Regions from separate parts of the Gossypium arboreum genome. Here region 2 is linked to region 1. Evidence: chromatin contacts called from public Hi-C data. All regions are on one chromosome and are shown on one strand. Each heading gives the region's core, a stretch centred on a gene start, on an enhancer-like site or on the middle of the called end of the contact. The rest is flanking DNA. Distances are from core to core; before and after follow the strand shown. Region 1 holds the start of LOC108487444 (60S ribosomal protein L38-like). Region 2 has its middle 36 kb from the start of LOC108487176.

Evidence for each region. A called contact is a pair of places that touch in the nucleus more often than the background predicts.
Region 2: a Hi-C map of leaf shows a contact between it and region 1, with 2.1 times the contacts expected there. The contact joins the enhancer-like site here to the promoter of LOC108487444 in region 1. A contact is called at or near these places in 2 of 5 Hi-C or Micro-C datasets (both in leaf).

What each region holds. Positions count from the first base shown.
Region 1 is chr10:37,440,205-37,447,926 of ASM2569848v2, forward strand. LOC108487444 (60S ribosomal protein L38-like) reads right to left here and starts at 3,166. Exons shown (of 3, transcript XM_017791792.2): 1 at 3,012-3,166; 2 at 2,053-2,236; 3 at 1,725-1,934. The coding sequence starts at 3,014. The coding sequence ends at 1,912.
Region 2 is chr10:38,048,023-38,055,744 of ASM2569848v2, forward strand. No RefSeq gene overlaps it. Among protein-coding and RNA genes, the nearest start is that of LOC108487176, 36 kb to the right of the region's middle. Within about 2 kb of position 4,614, at least 2 of the 2 cell types and tissues checked have an H3K27ac peak or open chromatin away from gene starts, as enhancers often do. A contact at or near this core is called in leaf, where this site is marked.

The DNA of each region.
Region 1 (7,722 bases), core at 1,916-4,415:
GATGAAAATAGATTTTTAATCAAATAAATTTAATTTAGACTATCACGTAGGACATCAAAGTTGGGAATTAAAACTCATTTGAACTGTCATGTAGGATCACCATTAGGGAGGTAACAGAGTTTAATGGTAACATTTCGTAACAAAACAATAATGTAAGTGATTAAAATATAACATTTCAAATATAAATGACTAATATGTAATATCAGGAAACAAATAGTTTACCCAAAATTTTAATTGCGCCTTTCTTTAACTCTATTAATCATAATAGAAAAATGAGTCGTCATGTCGTATTTCACAAAGCGATACACTCAGCATTTGATAAATCCCATTCTCACCTTGATTTTCCCCCCCAAGAAACTGCTATAAAACTGTCATAAAATTTTTGAAAGCCCAATTTACAGCCATGACCCCTTTCTTTCGCTATTTACATTTCTTCAAAGCATGGAGTGTTTCATGAGAGGTGATGGTGTTGTCCTAAACTTTTTTACCCTCAATGAAAGCATATTGGGTTAGGAGACGCAATCTGAAAGCATAGGTCCCATGCGACAAGCCATAAATCTCGCAATAACTTTGTACAGAAAGTCGCAATACCCTATAGGCTTGCAGTGGTTAAATTCAATTGGCAATTGACCATGGATAAAGAACTTGCATACCAAATTGATCACATCATTTTGACAAGGTATTCCAGGAAAAAACCACCCGAGCCCAGAGTCCGGAGTCTACCAGTACAAAATACTGCTTATTTAATCTCATCAAGAACATTATCCATATCATAAGTTGAGTTCTTTTTAAACAAATTCATGAAATGATTGAAGATAAGCCTCCCTAGTTGTTGATCGTCCTCAATCTACTCTCCATCAAGTCCTTTGAGTCTCCAAATTGCATTCGTGTGTCAATGGCACATTATTGTGGCATGGAAAAGTCAAGGTGTTCTTATCGCCATTTCATAGCCAATTTATTCTTGGTCGCTAAGCACAATAGCATTCCTCCCTTTACCACGCTTTGTCAATCTCTCTTGATCTCGTGTTCTAGCCTTGGTTGAGGCTTAGGCTTAATGGTTGAAATCTTGTCGATCTCTTTAACGAAGCATCTATCATCCTTTTGCTATTACCAAACTATCTTCAATCCTATGCTTGAAGGTTACGATTTGCAGCGCTCATGTTCTCAAGCATTTTGTTCATGGAAGAATCTCTCCTCTTGGTTCCATCCCTCCACCACATTTTTCTGGTTCCCACAATTTTGTTCCTCTATTTGAGCTTCCAACGATTTGAGGTCCATTTCATTATTCCACCTCAGAGACAAGCAACCTGATTTGCCTGTAAGTCCACATAGTAACCATTTCCTGAAGCTGAGCCTGCTGCGATTCTTCTACAGCTTACCATTTCTTTGCTATTTTCCCATAGGAAAAACAATAGACGGACAATGGCGTTTAATAAACTCTCTCAGTGCTCTAGTTGCCAAGGGCTGTCCAGCCCCTTGACAATCAAAGCTAAGACAGCCACTCAAAGGCAAAACCAGCATGGCAATCGTATTTCTCACATTACAGCAACAGGAAATAAAAAAACTTCATACCATAAAGCTTGATAGCGGTCAACAGATATGAGAGGCGATGAACACAGTTGTCAGTCATTTCATCAAATCGAAGACGGATACATACTGAATCAGAATATATTGATTCTTTTCTTTTTCATATGTTTGATTATCCAATATGTGCCAAACTAAGATGTAGAACACGAATACTAAAATAAATAAAGGGTTTTAATAACATTACTAACGTCCATAAAAAAACACCAAATAAAAATCCATTATAAAAACTTTTGATCGTTGCAAAACGATTCGAAATGCAAGCAATAAACTAAAAGTCAAAATCTAGTTTTCATTGCCTAGTACAAGCTAAGGGCAGTTTTAATTTCACAGGTCTTGTACGCTCAAACCTGCAAACATGAAAACAGTGACGGTAAAGACATATAAGTAACGGGAAAGTAATTTCAAATATGGACATAGGTTCAATAAAAACAAGAATGTAAAAGCGGCTCCTTCATCATGAATTACCTGGAGGAAGAGACTGCTTCAACTTGTCAGCCTTCTCAGCATCAGACACGCAAAGGGTGTACAAGTACTTGGAGCAGCGGACCTTGAACTTGACAACATCTCTGCTTTTCTTGATTTTTACAGAGCGAGCATCTTTCCTTCTAGCAGTGAGAAGGAAGTCCTTGATCTCATGAATTTGCTTAGGCTGTCCATCAGAATACAAATCTTAGGAAATAAAGCAGAACCAGAAAACATGATATTAAAAGCCTAAAGATCATCATCGACAGGTCAGTTAACTGCTCGAGCACAAGGAAAACACAAACTAGGACTACTGGAAATAAATAAATAAAAACTGGACATTCATGCTAACCAAACATTCCAACATTCCAAATATTTCAGCTTAGTTTGTTAAGCAGCAAATTAGTTCAAACTTTTAAACAATCATTTATCAGACCAGACCAGCCTACCATTAAATGAGTTCATCTCACGACTCAAGTTGACACTGAAATCAAAAGATACCAAAAAAGAAAGAAAGAAAAAACTCATCAACTCAATGCAATTAATAGCAATATTTTCAAGCAGACCAAGGGCAAAGTACCTCATTGCAAATATTCCAATGAAACAAAACGAGAAAATACATACATTGAATGCACAACCATTTACTAAAGTTTCACAATCCGTAAAACTATAATCTAAGGCAAAGCTCACATATTTCAAATGTCTCCTAAAATACAGAACCCAAACTATTTCTCAAAATCTTTTAAACCAATTCAAATTTCAACCCATCTTCACTAAGAACATAAACGAAAAAAAAAAAAGAAAAGCAAGCAAACAACAGAAAAAAAAATGAAACGATTACCGGTAAAAGAGGATCTGAAGAACAAATAATCATCATTAAGAAAGAGGCATTGACCATGAAAAAAAAATCAGACTCGGAGATCTAATGAAATAAATGGAGAGGGAAAGAGACTTTATTTTACCATTTTCAACTGAAGCTTTCAGGGGAGCTTCCTCACTCTGCAGGAACACCTAAAAATCAAAGCTCGCAGTCCAACCTTGTGTTTCTTCGTTATTTGATTATATGCAGGCGTTGAAGGAAAACCCTAAAAATAGTTTACTTTGTTACCCGTTTTACCCTTGTTTAAGTAGTTTTATTATTAAGAGTCCGAATCTCCTATCCTGCTGCTGGACTTGGACGGGATCTTTTGCGTAACAGAAATGACCTTATTATGGGCCAAGAGGCCCTTTATACTAAAAATTCAACATTCAATCGAATCAATATTTAATATGGATTGGCAAAAGATACACACCGTGAATTTAATTGAAATTTTAAAATTTTTAATCAGAGGATTAATTTTAATTAATTTAAGTGGTTAATTGAATTATAAATTTTTAAAAAAATAAGTTTAAAATATAAAAAAAAAATCCATGATAATTTTTTCCTTAATTAAAAAAAACATAATAACAACTATAAATTGAAAACATAATAATAAACATTACATTAAAAACATTATTTTTTTTTTTTTTACTTTTCTTTGTTTAAGTTTTTTTTACGAACCTTTCTCATGTTCTCTTTTTCTTTCGCTGTCTTAGGACAATCCTCTAAAGAGAGATGAAATCATGATACAGAAGGTTGGTTTCCTTTCCTCGAATCTCTCATTAAATAACGCTCCAATATCTTGTCTATGTATGAAGCCTGAGACAATGGTATCACTTTGTTCTTTCGATCCTTTAGGATTCTAATACCTAGAATGAAATTAACTTCTCCAAAGCCCTTCATGCTAAACTGTTGGGTTAACTATAGTTTAACCAATGACAATGTCCCTACATCATTCTCAATGAGTAGAATATCATCATATAAAACGAGAAAGACCACATTTTCATCCCTTAAACATTTATAAACATAAGGTGTATCTACATTTTGCTCAAATACAAAAGTCTTGATCGCTTGATCAAATCTTTGATTTTATGAGTAGGACACTTGCTTAAGTCCATATACGGGTCTAAATAGTTTGCAAACTTTATGCTTGTTTCCTTTAATTATATATCTGGTGGGTTGCATCATGTAGATGCTCTCTTCAAGATAGCCATTTAAAAATATTGTCTTGACATCCATTTGCTAGATCTCATAATCAAGAGCCGTCACAATGAATAGTAATATACAGATTAACTTGAGTATGGCAATCGGAGAGAAGGTTTCTTCGTAATCAATGTTTTATTTTTTAGTATAACCTTTTTCTACAAATTTGGCCTTATAAGTTTCTACTTTTTCATCCGCGTTTCTTTTCTTTTTGTAGATCTACTTACACCCTATGGGTTTTATCCATTTCGGTAAGTTTACAGGTTCCCACATTGAGTTGGAATACATTAGGTCCATCTTAGCTTTCATAGCTATTTCCCAGAGCTTGGAATCAACATTCTGTATCGCCTCGTCATATGTTGAGGCTATAATAGTTTGCTCTTTTAGGTTATAAAACAAACCACCATTTGTTCCCTTTGGATATCCTACAAACATGCACAATTTTGTCCTTAAGCTTAACTTCCTCGCATCTTTATCCAATACGTGGGTTGAGCATTCCCAAATCTTGAAGTGATTAAGATTCGACTTCCTGTCATGTCACAATTTGTATGAGGTTTTTGATTCTGCCTTAGTTGGCACATTATTCAAAATATAGCAAGTCATTTGTATAGCGTATCCCCCAAAATTTGTTTGGCACCAGTAAATAACTTAACATCGAACTTACCATGTCTAACAATGTTTGATTTCTTCTATTTGCCATGCCATTTTGTTGTGGAGTGCCCGACGTATTTAACTGAGATAGAATCTCATTCTCTATGAAGTACCCTAAGAACTCATCAAACAAATATTCTCCACCTTGAACAGAACCGAAGTGCCTTTTTGGGTAAATCTAATTATTTCTCCACTTCTACACAAAACCTTTTTACAAAACTTTTTGAATTTATCAAAAGTTTCACTCTTGTGGTGCATCAGGTATACATACCCATATTTGGAATAGCCATCAATAAAGGTTACATAATACTGGTAACCACCTCTTGCACTAATGTTCATGGGGCTACATATGTCATTGTGCACAAGTTCTAGGGATTTTTCGGCCCTCGTTCCTTTTGCATTAAAAGATTTCTTAGTCATTTTGCATTCCAAGAAATATTCACATTGTGGAAAATCAACTTATTTAAGTGAACTTAAGATGTCCTCTTTCACAAGTCTAGCGATTCTTTCTCGATTAATATGACCAAGTCTCAAATGCCAAAGGTACGCCTCATTAGGGTGAGAAGTTTTAAGTATTTTTTTCGATATTTTAGTCTCAAGTAGTGTATACATCTTTGGTTTAATAAAATAAAGATTATTTGGTATCCATCTATTATAGATAAGATTGTGGTTTCTAAATATTACAATTCCATTACTAAAAGTCACGGTCAAGTCGTCTTTATATAAACATGCAATAGAAATCAAGTTTCTTTTGAAACTTGGTACATAGAAAATGTCTTTCAAAATAATCTTATTAAAATTATCAAAATAAAGATGTACATATTCCACTGCTTTAGCTGCCAAAGTTGCCCCAATTCCGGTCTGCAAAACATATACATGATTAGTGGCTCTCGAATTAGTGACCCAGTATCTATTGAGTCTTCCACTAAACAAACTTCTATCATCAAGAGTTCCATACATTTGCCTTTGGTAACTAGGTATTCTTTTCACTCTTTACAATTTACCTTGAAGTGCCCTTTCTTGCTGCAGAAGAAGTATTTAGACTTAGATAAGTCTTTTTGCTTTTTAGTTCTTTTCCTTTCCACTTGTGGTGGTTAAGAGACCTTAGCCTTGTCTTTCTTAGAGCGTTTTCCTTCCCTTTTGAGGCAGAAGCAAAAACTATATTTGCTTATGCTCTTTGAATCGATTAACTGACGTTCAACATCAACTCATAGGATTGTAACTCCTTCATGAGTTGTGTAAGCGTTAGGTTTTTTTGCCAAGGTTATATGCAGCCCAAAACCCAGCAAAATCTTTGGATAAGCTTTTAAACACTATCTTTATTTGGGTGTTTTGGTCCAAATCGGCTTCATTGTTCGCAACCTCGACAAAGTAGCCCATAAAAGTGATCATATGGTCTTTGACCGGAGTGTCGGGCTTTTGTTGGGCATTAATTAAGCTAGTTATAGCAGATTGTTGAGCCAAGGCAGGTTGGCCTCCAAACATGTCTTCTAAGTTATCTAGAATCGTTTTTATAGTCTTACATCTCTATAGTTGTTTATATAGAGTGTTGGTCACTCTTTCCATCATATACCAATGAGTTATTTCATTAGAATCTTCCTATCGTTTTCTAGCCCCAGCTTGAGTTGTAACACCCTTTACCCGTATTCAGTGCCGGAACAGGGTACGAGGCAGTATCAGACTTACGTCACAAGGGAACATACAAATCGAGTCCTAAATTTACATCCAAATTAAAACCACTTATATTCAATTATAAATTCCTTAATACAAGCCTACGAGGCTCAAAACATCTTCAAAAGTGGTTCGGGACTAAACTGAGCACTTAGGAAATTTTTGCCATGTATAGGGTTCACACGCCCGTGTGGTTTGGGAGACGCCAGTGTGGGTAGGCCGTGTGGTCACACACGCCCGTGTCCCTAACCTGTGTAACTCTCTGTTTTGTAAAGCATGAACAAATTGAGGTCACATGGCCAAGTCACACGCTCGTGCGCTAGGCTCTGTGGTTAATTAATTTTCATAAAATAGGTGCAGACTTCACATGGTAAGGATACACGTCCATGCTTGAGGCCGTGTCCCTCATACGGATGGGACACACGCCTCGTGTCTCTTTCCGTGTGCTTAATTTTGAGCATTCTGTTTCTCAAAATTAAGGTATAGGGGACACACGGCCGAAACATATACCCATAGGACAGACCATGTGTCACACACGGTCTAGACACATGCTCGTGTGTCTACCCGTGTGGACAAAATAAAGGCTATTTACCAAGCCATTTGTCACCCTCATTTGCACATACACACCCACAATCTTAATGGTATAAATCATGGCTTATTTAGGCGACCAAAACATCCACACTCAACATTTTTACAACATTATATTTTGTAAAACTAAATCATACCAAACTCACATTCTACTAGTTCCAATATGGCTACCAATAACATACATAATTTTTACTTAGTTTTCTTAGCATACCAATGAGCCAATCTTAACCATTCAACAGCAAAACCATTAAGCCACATTCAACCATTTACCAAGCATTTATAAACCACATCACACAAGAGATAATTGCACATGCATGCATATATAAATATATATAAGCTTACAACCAATTCAACCAAAATGAGCCAAGTTACATGGCCAAATACCACATCAAGCCTTTGACAATTACAAGCCAATACATTTGGCCAAATTCATAACGACACATATAACAAAATGACCAAGTATTTATACATTCCATATACTCAAAATGTTAAGATCATCGATACCCAAAATGATAGTTTGATAGTGTGATGTGATCTCCGACGATCTCCAATCCGAGTTAGCTTGGTGACACTATAAAACATGGAAAGTAAAACGAAGTAAGCTATATAGCTTAGTAAGCTCGTATGAAAGTAATAAGCAAGACTTACCATACATTTAACATTCAAGTAATATAATATAAGGCGATGTAGTTTACCATAAC
Region 2 (7,722 bases), core at 3,364-5,863, 610 kb after region 1:
TAGCCGAAAGATACAATTAAAAACATTAATTAGAAGAATTTCACATTAATTAAAAAAAATGTAATGAAATAATACCACCATTAAAATAAATTAAAATTTAATATAATAAAATATTTTTTACAATTTAAATATTTAATTTTAAAATTTAAAATAATTAAGATAAAAATTTTGAAGTAAAAAAATCATATGTATGTTCAAAAGGAAAGTGTAATAAAAATATTAAATAGAAGAGTAAAATATTAAATAAAATAACATTTTACTACTGCCACTATACGTCATGTCTCTACAAATAACATAAAAAAAAGAAGAAGAGGGAAGTGGTTGCAATATTTTATTGAAGAATAGAATAACAATATGAAATGATGATTAAGTATAGGTCCGTGTCCATTTTCAACATTACATATGTACATTATATTATGACCAATCATTGGTTTATTCTCAAATTGAATTATATCTAATTTTAGTTGTGTCACTAAATTGGTACAAAGAAAGTAGCTTAATTTCTCAAAAATTATTAATGCAATTATAATTAGCTTAATATGTATGTATGCACTTTAGTCATGGTAACTTTAGTCATATATGTGATCTTATGAAAATCTTGCATCTTTTTTGTAGTGATCAAATATTTGTGTGGCATTATTTTGTGTAGATGGATCGTAATCAAGATCAAAATGCAATTGTCGGAGTCGTGGCTTCAGTTGGATTAAAAAATTAAAAACTAGGAAGGAAATTGCTTCTCACCCTCGTGTGAATTGAGATTATGAAAGAGAGAACTATATTAATAATATTTTATATAGAGGTGACCAGCATTGTATTGATGTAATAAGGATGAGATTGATTGCCTTTTTTAATTTGTGTGATATTCTTAGGAGGAATAATTTGTTACAATCAACTAAATCTGTGAATATTAGGGAGCAAGTAGTTATATTTTTTCATATAATTGGTCATAATGTGAGGTTTCGAGTGATTGAATCTAGATATTATAGATCAACTGAGACAGTTCACCGTTACTTTAGGGTTGTATTGAGAGCTATTTTAAAATTGTATAAAGTAGTTATTAGATTACCTGATGAGTCAACTCCTAGTGAAATCAGAAACAATCCAAGGTTTTATCCTTATTTTAAAAATTTTATTAGAGCATTAGACGGAACTCATGTTCGTGCATCCGTTCCACTTAGCATTCAAGGAAGATTTCGTAGCCGTAAAGGGGGGACGACACAAAATGTATTGGCTGATATTACATTTGATTTGAAATTTTCCTATGTTCTAGCTGGTTGGGAAGGTAATGCACATGATTCTCGTATTTTAAGTGATGCACTTTCACGCCCAAGAGGATTAAGAATTCCAGAAGGTAATAATTATCATTAAATACCAAATAGTTCTAGTAAGCTCATAATTTATTAGTATTAATTATGTTTTGTAAAATTGTAGGTAAATATTATCTTGCTGATGCTGGATATGGCATCCGAAATGGATATATTATCCCATATCGTGGTGTCCGATATCATTTAAAAGAGTTTAGTGCTCAAGGGCCTGAAAATGCAAAGGAACTCTTTAATCTTCGTCATTCATCATTACGAATCACTATTGAACGTGTTTTTGGGATTTTGAAGAAACAATTTCGTGTATTAGATGCTGAACCATTTTGGAATTTTCAAACTCAAGTAGATATAGTTTTGGCTGGTTGTATTATTCATAATCATATAATGGGAGTTGATCCTAACGATTTACTTAATCAATGATTATACGAGGAGCCTGAGTCTGATTTGATAATACCAACTCTTACGGAGCGAGAAGAAAGGGAAGAAGCAAGAGAATGGTTTGCTAAGAGAGACGAAATTGCACAAACTATGTGGACTGATTATATGGCTAGAAATATTAGGTAGGTTTAGGGCTTAGGGTTATTGTTTCTATGTTATGTATGTTTTAGTATTAAAATTGTTTTTTTTTTTTGTTAATGTTGGTTGGATAATGATATTGAAATTTTAGTTTGTTGGATTTTGAAATTATTATGTCTTAGATTTGTTAGATATTGATTATGTTTTAAGCTTGTTAGATATTGAATTTATTATGTTTTAAGCTTGTTAGATATTGAATTTATTATGTTTTAAACTTGTTGGATATTGAAATGATTGACAATGACAATTATTAATGTAGAATGGGTAAGGGCAACAAAGAAGGGACCTCCAAGCAATTCAGGTGGACAAAACCGATGTAACATCTTTTTCTTGAAATTCTAGCAGAGGAGGCCCAGAGAGGAAATAAGCATTCTAATACTTTCAAAGCAGTTTCTATTAATCGAGTTGCTGAAGCTATTATTGAAAGATTTCAAGTCCAATGTGATGCGAAGTATGTGGAAAATCATTTGAGGACTGTAAAAAACCAGTGGCAGATTATATGCACAATTCGGGGTGAAAGTGGTTTTGGATGGGATGATAACATGAAAATGATCACATGTGATAGAGCGACATATGATGCAGCAATGATGGTAACATATGTATATATATATGTTAAGTATATTTCAATTATTTTTTACTTGTTATTCTAATTGTGTATAATATTCAACAGGCACACAAGAAATATGAACCATTTTTGAATAAAAGCATTGATCATTATGATGAAATGGCTTTGGTTGTTGGCAAAGATATGGCAACAGGGAGTTTTGCCAGAACATTTGCTAACATAGATTTGGATGATGGTAACCAAGATTCAGTGCCTATAGACTGCGACAATGAAGAGACTGAAGAGGTAAGAACAAAAGTATCTTCATCTGGCACATCCAAACGTAAAAGAACAAATTAAATTTGTGGGTGAACAACTTTGCAAAATTGCTAATGCTTTGGAACAATTTACTGCGGATAAGACACCACATCTTTACGAAGAAGTGATGTCGATGGAGGAAGAAGGATTTGATGATGACTTCTTGTGTTCTGTGTTTGATTATCTAGTGAGTCATGAATCCGAGGCCAAAACTTTTTTAGTTAAAAGTAAGAAGCATAGAAAAATTTGGCTTCAAAATTTTTTTCAAAGTTGAAGATATTGATACTTTTAATGTGGTGTAATATTAGTTATGCACTTGGACAACGTTATTGTTATTATATGATGTACTAATAATTATGCATTTAGATAATATTATTAATTTCTAGTATTAATTGTGATTTGAAAGTTAATTTATAATTATTTAACCCTTGTTTTTATTTTTTATAACTCAATTACAAAATTTATTTGACTTTGGTTGTTTTCCATTTATGATGGTTAATATTCTAGCTTAATAATTGAGTATTATTATATATTTAATTTAATTTATTTATAAATAAATTATTACAATATATGTAAAAACAATTTAAAATATAAATTTATTAATATATATATATATATAAGTTTATTAATATATGTAAAAACAGTTTTTCGAAAAATATTTTCGAAAATCGCTAAACAATAGAAAATATTTTACATAGATTCATTCAAACACCAAAAAAGTAAATCATTTCCAGAAAAGTAAATCATTTTCCAGAAAACATTTTACTGGTAAACAAACGGACCTTATATTTAAAAATCTATTTGATGATATTTGAAGATTTATGAACATTTTTGCTAAAATCAATCGGTTACCTAGTCGTTTTATAATCTTTTCAAGAAGATGATTTTAAAATATTAAAAGTTTAAAATCTAATATTTAATTAAAGTTAATATTTAGTACACTGACAAATACTTATTTTTAATCCACAAATATCCTTAAAAATTATTATGAGTCTTTTTTAATATTTAATTATATCTTATAAGACATTTGTTAACCCATAACCCTTCTCGTGGAATCTAAAAATTTTATTGATACTGTATTAGATAATTTCCCTAATTATAAGAAGCAAAACTCATTAATTCACTCAGTTTAAAAAGGGTATCCGATTACTAATATGCATATCCGATTACTAATGCATCAATAAAATCCGACCCGACCCGAAAAAAAAAATACCAAATTAATTATCTTATTATTTAAAAACATTTCAAGAATGCGTGTACAAAAATAATAATTAAAATCGCATGCAGTCAACCATATTAAATACGCACATGCACACATAGAACATTTTACCAAGTCCATTATGTCATATCTGAGTATACAGTAATAGTACTTGCAGCAACTGAAATATTTGAGTCACATTAAAATGGAATAAACATATTATAATTAATATTAACAAATATGATTAAAATGAAAGAGTAGATGTAATACCCAATAGGCTGAAGGCTCAACAAGGATTAAAGGCCCAAGGAAAATTCAATTCAGGGCTACGTAGTCCCAATGGGCCATGTGAGAGAATTGGACCAGGTCTGTCTCAGCTGAGCCGGTTCAGCTTACGGGTCAGCCATTACAATGGAGCTCCAAACGGATCGATTGTTCAAAGCCCAAAACGGTGCATTTTGCACCTAATTCATTTCCAACAGCCTTGAAGCAGCCGCCGCCACAACCAGCACCTCCGGCAAATCCTGTTTCCGTTCAGGCAGCCGGTAATCGACTCTCTTCCCTTTCTTCTCTGGTTGGTTTTCCACGAACACTACTGCTTCTGAATGGCCTCTGTCGGTGCACCGTTGACGCTCGTTCTTCCGGTGGTCTCCTCCGTTGGAGCCGCCGGCCGATCTCCGGTCAACTCCTCACTCCCTCTATCTTTTTTTTCGGGGCTCTTATTATCTTCGTGGTTTTTTCAGTTGCTTTCTCTTTTTAGTCCATGATTCTCTCCGTGGTTTTTGCAAGTTCTTTCTCCTCTATTCTGGAGCTGGAAGGTTCTTTGGTTGTGCTTTTTAATTAGGTTGATGGGAATGGGCTCTCTCGAGTTGATGGTGAGGATTTGGCAGTGTTGGGGCTGTCTGGTAAGCCTGATTTAAGGATGTGTGGTGTGTGAGTGAAATGATTTAGGGCTTCTTTTTTTTTTCTTAAAAAAATATTTTTAGAAAAAGATTTGTGCTAAGTTGTTTTTTTTTTTTTAATTTTGGCATTTTAAAAAATGAGAATTAAGACTTTTAACTTTTTATCTTCTAAGAATATTTTTAGTGTTTAATAATTTTTTACCCTTCCAATAACATATTATTTTTCTTTTTTTTTTGTTAATGTTTAATAATAAATATGTTATCTTAAACTTTAAACCTTAAAAATAAAAAAATTAAAATAATAAAATGTGTTAATATCTAATTATAAATATTTAATAGTTATATTTAAATATTTAAAGTATAGTTTATATATTCTAATTAAATTTTATAAATAATTAATACTTATTGCTTAAAAATATTTAAAATTTATATTTCATATATTAAAATATTAACAATAAATTTTAATAAATTATTTTATATTATTATTAAAATATAATAATATTAACTAATTTAAACATTATTTAAATATATATTTATTACCGATAATACTATGTTTAAAATAAATATTTTATTTCTCAAAAATAATTTTGAGAATAATGTTAAATACTCAAATTTTAAATTAAACTTTTAAAAATAATTATCAAAAATATTTTTCACGGTATATTTTAAAAGTACTTTTTAAAAGCATTGTTAAACTATTCTTTAGCATATGAAAGTCTGATGGTTAGTGAGTGATGATGATGATGGTAATGGGCAATGGGTTGCGTGGTGGTTTTTCTTAGGGATGGTAATGCAAGGTTAGGGGTCAACAATGGGATTGAGATGATGAAATTGGAGAACGGATTAGCCATCAATTTAATTTAATTTAATTTTTTTGCTGCTTCCTTGTGCAAGTATGTGGAAGCACCAAATTACAAAATTTGCAAAGCTTGAGGGGTTTTTTTTCTTTGGTAAAATTTCCACTTTTTTTAATTTTTATTTTTTATAATTTAGTAAATATAATATATATCCTAGATCATATATGCTTAAAAAGTAATGGATTAAGGTCCAAAATTGAAAAGCCTAGAATAAAAACATAATCATATACTTAAGCAATTATATGTGATTTCATGGGCTCAAAACATGCTCCTAGCCTAAGGCCTTGTAGCCTACCTCAAAATGGCTTAGGTTTGAGTGATAAACTGGTAACATACCCAAAATTCAGTGTGTACAATCACCATACTACAATTTCCCGGTAGGTCACCTTCAGAGAATCTAGCTCTTTGTCAATTGTAAGCCCAAAAAATTAAAAAATGAGAATGAAAGAAAAGTTCCTAACGATGCCTCCATTAAACATGATATGCAACATTATTGATATCTATGAAAAAAAAAAGGAAAACAACAATGAACTGAGTTAATACATGTATAGAATACAAATAATAATTAAAAAAAAAAAGAGAATAAAAGGAAGAGACAGTTAAAAGCAAGAAGCAGAAACCAAACATCAAAATAGTAAGACAAGTCAATGGCTAAAGTTCAATAATCTAATTCTGGAGAGAAGATAAGAAGAACTAGTAGAGGCGACTGATGAAAATGCAAAGTACTCAAAATTCTATCTTAATCCATGATTACCAATTGTATCTTTCAAAAGGAATCATCCCAATGAAATCACGTTAAAAGCATGACTATTCCAAGTTCAGATTTCCAGTTTGTATCTTTGCTACAAACAAAGGATTCACGCCAAGAAACCATGTTACCATAAGAACCAAATAAATGTTAACCTTTGCACAAGTGTAACAATAACCAATGTTCCGGTAATATCAAGGCAGTCTATAAACCTAAGTTTAAACTCAATGATATATTCATTATGAATTTATATCACTAGTTTCTCTCAATTGCCACTATTTCTTCACTATTCCACACACAATAGCATGCATATATATATATATATATATATATATATATATATATATATATATATATATTCAACAGACCTTAAAAACATAAATTCTAACATTAAAATCATGAAAATAAATATCTATATAAAAATAAAAAATTTATGTGCCCAACAGTGCCTACGAGATGAATGTAGTTCAACGGTTGAAATGGCTCCTCAAACCATACATATGCACAAGCATAAATCCACTAGAACAACAGCCTTTTTATGCTTAATAAATTCATCGTTCACAATCTATTGCCCAACATTTACAAAATTTTGCCCAAAAGCAATAGTTTAACTATAGTGATATCCTCCACAAGAATATACATGAGAATGGGTAATAAAAAATTATCCGTCAACCTTAGCTTGTTAAGAAAAAAGGACAAGTATTTGAATGTTATTATAGAAGTCTATTTCAAATAGAAAAATAAATTTTTAGTTTAACTAGGATTACGGGGTGGTAATCCTAGTTAATTATATTAGGGTTTGTCATCCCTAATATTATCATGAGAGTTATTGGGCATCTCTCACATCAACTTCAATTACAAGTATTTTTGGATTTTTAACTCAATATTTTATAATTCAATCCAACACGATACTTGTTTTTTATTTCTCGAAATAAACATCTTAAATTAATTTTAATTAAATAATTTTCTCAATTCAATTCTAATTTCGTTAAAATCATGATGATTTTACCGTAAAGAATCTACTAGAAAATATATTTTATATTTTCTACATTTAATGGATTCACTATAACCAATTAATTTATTTCCATTTTCAAACTTCAATTATTTAATTGATGAATTAAATAATAATTTGAAAATCATAAATTTATTTTTCAGGTCATTTCCATTTAGAGCAAACTATATTTATTTCCAAATGTTTCCCCTTTCTCTAATTTTACCATTTCCATCCATTTTTTATCATTTGATTCAAAAAACAAT